Linked DNA regions of Hordeum vulgare: region 1 is linked to region 2. Evidence: chromatin contacts called from public Hi-C data. All regions are on one chromosome and are shown on one strand. The core of a region is the stretch at or near the end of the contact, and the rest is flanking DNA. Distances in the headings are between cores, read along the strand shown. Region 1 holds the start of LOC123425202. Region 2 holds the start of LOC123425201 (40S ribosomal protein S9-2).

What was found. Hi-C and Micro-C count contacts between places; a contact is called where the count stands out from the background.
Region 1: a Hi-C map of seedling shows a contact between it and region 2, with 2.9 times the contacts expected there. The contact joins the promoter of LOC123425202 here to the promoter of LOC123425201 in region 2. A contact is called at or near these places in 2 of 6 Hi-C or Micro-C datasets (leaf and seedling).

The regions. Positions count from the first base shown.
Region 1 is chr2H:82,304,390-82,307,324 of MorexV3_pseudomolecules_assembly, forward strand. It overlaps LOC123425202, which reads left to right and starts at 1,254. Exons shown (of 5, transcript XR_006621797.1): 1 at 1,254-1,491; 2 at 1,994-2,175; 3 at 2,531-2,905.
Region 2 is chr2H:82,174,268-82,177,198 of MorexV3_pseudomolecules_assembly, forward strand. LOC123425201 (40S ribosomal protein S9-2) reads left to right here and starts at 1,568. Exons shown (of 3, transcript XM_045108875.1): 1 at 1,568-1,677; 2 at 2,241-2,622. The coding sequence starts at 1,650. LOC123425592 (pentatricopeptide repeat-containing protein At1g26900, mitochondrial) reads right to left here and starts at 1,333. Exons shown (of 1, transcript XM_045109282.1): 1 at 1-1,333. The coding sequence starts at 1,333.

The DNA of each region.
Region 1 (2,935 bases), core at 4-2,503, 130 kb after region 2:
TAAAATAAAGTCAATAGATTTGTTTGCAGAGGAGAGAGAAGAGGTAAATGCATACATGTCCTGGGCTGCAAAAAGTAGTACTCCATGCCTCACTACTCCATCCGTTTCTAAATATAAGTTTTTTTAGAATTTTATTAGAGAATTACATACGGTGTAAAATAAATGAATCTAGACTCTAAAATATGTCTATATATATCCGTATAAAATCCCCTATGTGAAACCTCTAAAAAAACTTATATTTAGGAACAGAGGGAGTAGGTGATAAAATGATGGACCTGTTCTCCAAATACCAACATCTTATAAACATTTGGAAACATTTTATACAACATATGAGTTAATATACGGTTTGAGGTGCCGCTGACTGATAGGCTAGACAGCCACTGGTAGATAGCACTAATGCGCAAATTTTCATTTCGCCTTTTTATCCGAGTCGGTATCTACGAGTAGTTTCCAACTAATGTAAGCATGCCACCTCAAAAGTTGTCATAAGTTATATTTCTCTATTCCATTCTTTTTTTATTTAAGCCATTATACCTAGGGCCCATCCACATGATTTTAGTCACACACCTCATTTAAGATTGATGATTTTTTTTTCAAAATCGATGAACCTTTTCTAAAATATTGAAAATTTATAAACTTTTTTGAATATCGATGAACTTTTTTGAAATTGACGAACATCTTTTTGAAAATGCATGATTTGTTTTCAAAATTGATGAACTTTTTAAAGATTTATGAACTTTTCTCAGTTCATTGAACTTTTTTTAAAAATACATGAACTTTTTTTGCATTTCTATGAACTTTTTTTGAATTTCTATGAATTTTTTCAAATTTAATGATATTTTAAAAAAATTAATGAACTTTGTCTAAATTGGATGATTTTTTTTATCAATTTCAATGAACTTTTTTTCAAATTTATGAACTTTTTTTAAAATTGATGAACCTTTTTTATAGATATGAGCTTTTTTTCAAGTGGATGAACCTTTTTATTTAAATATGTAATCCTTTTTTGATTTTTTATTTTTATTTTCGTAACAAATAGAAAATGTGGGCGTTTTTTTCTATTGGATCAAATAAAAAAACAGATCAAATTAAACTGGGCAGCACGCTAGTGGGTCGGTCCATGCCAGCGACGCTGCAGGCGCCGGATAGTTAATGGAGGCCTGCAGCGCTGCATAGGAGATCCCCGTCGGCGCGTGTGTGATGGTGAGGAAGGGGAAAGGATCCAGTCCCGTGAAGTGACGCCTTCCGTGGCCCATTTGGCCCGTCGCAAGTAGAGCACAGCTTCCCCTGCGCTGCACGTCTCTGTTCCCTTCCTCACGACGTAACTGAAGCCGCCGTCTTTGTACTCTTCTTCTTCCCCCAGATCTTCCTCTACTGCTGCTACCTCGTTTCTCCCCCCTCTCCCACACGGCAGCATCGTTTACCCACCAAACTCCTCACTTCATCCGTGGAATCTCGCCCACTTTCCCGGCTCAGATCCGAGCTCGTACGGTACGGAGAGCCTCGCCTTCCCCCCCTGGCATGTCTTTTGAAGTTCAGATTCAGATATTTTAGCTTTCGTCCTGGTTTCGGTCGTGCTGCTAGTGTCTTGCTGCTGGAGATTCTTTAGCTGTAGTTTATTCGCGGAGAATCTTCGAATTGTTTGAAGAAGAAAAAATGTTAATTGATACGGTAGTCTCAGTTTCTTGGCGTCGTGGCAGCTCAAGTTGTCACATAATTTGCCACGGATGCATGCCAACTGCTATTTCTAATGTTGGGAATGGAATATGCCCTGTTCATGGCTTTCTTTACAGTTCCATTTCCCGTAATTTTGGTCATGGCTGAACAGCTTTCAGCATAAACTAGGTTTGTACTCTGTTATGCTTGCTATTGATTTTGTTCCCTGTTTGTGTGTGCGTGTTTTACACTAATTAAGTAATTAGTCATGTTTGCAGACAGCCTTCGAGTATCTTATTTGTGTAACGCATCCCATCTGTTGCTCATCCTGTTACAGCGAAATGGTGATCCTTTGTGCTGGCCACCCTGCTCCTTCGGTTCATTCTGAATTTCTATCTGGATGGCTATCACTCAACAGCTCCAGAAGGCCTTACCGTTTGAGCTCAACCGGAAGGAACATCAGAAAGCAAAACAGACATCAGCGGGCGATTACCTTCGCAAAAAGCTCTTCATTACAAGGTATGTCTCGTAGAAATTAGGCAGGACATCTCATTCAGTAGCTAAATTAGTTTCGCCTGCTTTGGATGCTGGAATTTTGCATTTGTTCCTTTGCAAGCAATATATTCATTGGAAATCTCACAGTGGATCATGTAAACCGTGATACGAATAAAAGTTCTTCTTGTATTTACTCAGATCTTCGGATGCTCTTAATGGCCTAGCCTTCAGCAAATGTTGTGCAGCAGTACTGTTCACATGTTATGACATGTCCTCTGTTATGATGTAAATTATGAATTTGTGGCTGAACCTAAACTTATTCTTGTTAATATTCAGACCATACAATTACTGAATTTCTACCTTCCATTGCATTGTCCAGATTCAGTGGCCTCTGTAAAACCATCTCGTCTTCTGCCCACAGTAGAACCAAAAACATTTCCCAATAGTGTCCCTGATGAGATGCTATCAAAACTCAGATTGGAAGAATCTGATGCATTTTACATACTAGAGCTGTGCACAAGTAGAGAACTTAGTTCCTCTTTGCTAGATAAGAACTCCGCGATCTTAGTCTGCTTAATTGATGTTGACGGTGACTCCTTGTTACAAAGAGTACCAGCAATCTATGGGGACCAACCTTCACATGGCACCAAGGCATCACAATTCCTCCCCTTTCAAAGTGGTTCAGTTGATATCATTACCTTTAAAGGTCCCAAATTGCAGACAATCAAAGAAATCTGGATTGGCCTTGAATCAGGTACACTATCCACCTAGTTGTCTATTCTGT
Region 2 (2,931 bases), core at 318-2,817:
ATTGCCGCACCATGCTCTCGAGGTGCTTCTTCCCTTCAAACACTAACCCGCCATGGCTACAAGCATTCAGCACCGCAAGAAAGGTAACCTCGTTAGGAGTGACACCGTTTTGTTGCATCGAGTGAAACAGGGATATCGCGGCATCTGACTGCCCATTAACTCCCAATCCCATGATCATCGCAGTCCATGCCATCACATCCCTGTCGTGCATTGCATAAAAAACCGCAATTGCCTCCTTGGGGTAGCCACATTTGAAGTACATATCCACAAGCGATGTTCCTAATGCAGTGTCAAGCTCAAGGCCAAGCTCCAGCGCAAGCTCATGGATGCGACGACCGGGTACGATTGCCCCTGACACTCCACACGCAGAGAGCATGCCCACAAGAGTCCCTGTGTTTGGTTTCAGTCCCTCCTGTCTCATGCTATCCACCAAGCCCATTGCCTCCTCGATTTGCCCGGCCTTTGCGCAGCTATCCACCATGCAATTATATAGCACCAAGTCCTTCTTCGTCGCCTCTTCGAAGACCTTCTTTGCACATCCAATCTCCCCTTTCCTAGAATACATCCCCTCCACTGCTGCCGCCACCTTGACATCCTTGCAGAACCCTGTCTTGACGCTGAACCCATGAACTGACTCCCCTTGCCACACACACGCAACCAACACGACCACCGCCGTCGCACTGACATCCACACCACAGCACCTCATAGCACTGAACATCTCCACGGCCGCACTGATCTCCCCGGCCCTGGCATAGCTCCCGATCATCGTGTTCCATGACACGGTGTCCCTCTCAGGCATTTCATCGAACATCCTCCGCGCGTCCCCTATGTTCCCTATGCAGCAGTAGAAGTGGCACAGCACGTTCCCCAGGCCCACAACGCCTGAGAACCCGTACCGCAGCAGGAGCGCATGAACCTGCCGCCCGAGCGAGGCCGCCGCGTCGTCGCCGGAGTTCTTGGCGCAGAGCGCGATGAGCGGCTGGAAGGCGAACTCGTCCAGCGCGGGGAGGCGCGCGCGGGCGGAGGCGAGGACGGCGAGGGACGCGGAGGCGGCCGAGGAGAAGCAGGGCGCCGCGGAGAGGGCGCGGAGGAGGGCCGTGTGGTGGAAGAGCGTGGGGCACGGAATGGCGGCGAAGAGCGAGAGCGCGTAGGGCAGCGGCGCGAGCGGGGAGGCGAGCAGCCTGGCCGTGGGGAGCGCGTGGTGAGGGAAGAGCGAGGCCTTGAGCATGGCCGCGTGGAGCTGCAGCAGGTGCGCCGGCCGCGTCGCCGACCTGAGCAGCGCCGTGATCGTGGTCACCAGCGGCTTCCCTGGCGACGGCGTCCGCGTCGGCATGGCGAGCGCGCGGACGCGCGGTGCGGTGTTTTTTTCTTTAAGCGGTACGCGCGGTGCGGTGGTGTTGGCCGCTTCGAGTTGCCTTCCGCGCGGTGGGCTGCATGTGTCTGTCTCGCAGTTGAAGGCCCACTAGGGCTTGCATAAGCAAAGGACGACAAAAGTTTCAAAACCCGGCCCATCAAACCGAACTAGGTTTAGCCCTACCCTATATAATATCGCCTCTTCCTCCTGGCCGCCTCTCTCCACCGATCCCTTCACCCCCACCGGCGGCGCGCAGCTCGACGACCCGAGCGATCCTGCGGCGGAGGCGGCAGCCATGGTGCACGTCAACTTCTACCGCAACTGTAAGCCCCCCCTCCACGCACTCCCGCGTGTCCTCGTGATGTGCGCTGCTTATGCTGAACGGCGGCGTCCCTCTGGGCAGATCCAACTTTGGTTTGCTAGTTTCGTGAGCCAGCGTCTGTTGGTTTCTGTCATGGGATTGAATGTGAATGCTTAGTTCTTGTTTTGATCGGATGAACTAGACGCTTTGTACCCAGTGACGAAGATTTGTAGAGTAGCTTGGTAGCCGATTTGGTTCTGAAAGTTGATATTTTGGTTGTAATCTGACACCTGATTGAAATTTATGTCCTAAGACTTGAAAATTCTGTTATCTTCCGGTACTTCACTCGTCTTAGGCTAATGCGGATTCCATGATGTATGGTTTAGTCTTTGAAGACTTTGATGTGAGATAATTAGCACGAGTTGTGCTTTTAATCCATAGTATTCGTCTCCTGCTTGACGTGTAAGTGTTTAGGCCGTGCCATTTCCAATCGACATTGTACTGTGTTCTGTGCTTGTTTTTGTACTCCGTATCTGATTGTTTTTTGGGTGCTTCCAAGTATCTTACGATTTTGTTGTGGTGCAGATGGTAAGACCTTCAAGAAGCCAAGGCGTCCGTATGAGAAGGAGCGTCTTGACGCTGAGCTGAAGCTGGTTGGGGAGTACGGTCTGCGGGCCAAGCGTGAGCTCTGGCGCGTGCAGTATGCTCTGAGCCGCATCCGGAATGCTGCCAGGGAGCTGCTCACCCTGGATGAGAAGAGCCCCCGCCGCATCTTTGAGGGTGCAGCGCTGCTCCGCCGCATGAACCGCTATGGTCTTCTCAGTGAGGACCAAAACAAGCTTGATTACGTGCTTGCCCTCACTGTTGAGAACTTCCTCCAGCGCCGTCTCCAGACCATCGTGTTCAAGAATGGCATGGCCAAGTCAATCCACCATGCTCGTGTCCTTATCCGGCAGCGCCACATCAGGTTAGCTGTCCATGCTTATCCTTCTCTTGCATACATTCTGAAATTTACATGGCTACTAGTTAATTCTATCGTGCAATATCATTCAGTACTCACCTGGGAATCAGTAATTAACAATGAGATTTTGACCCTATTGTCATTTTGTAACCAACAGTTTTTTGCTTCACTATAATATTATGATAAATCATCTGCAGAATTAATGTTTGGATTTGCTTTGGTAATTTAGATAATTGTTTTCTATATTTTTGCCTGTTGTTATACATTTTGGCTTGTGTATCTATACTGATTGTAGAACACCTGACTTGTGCTTGT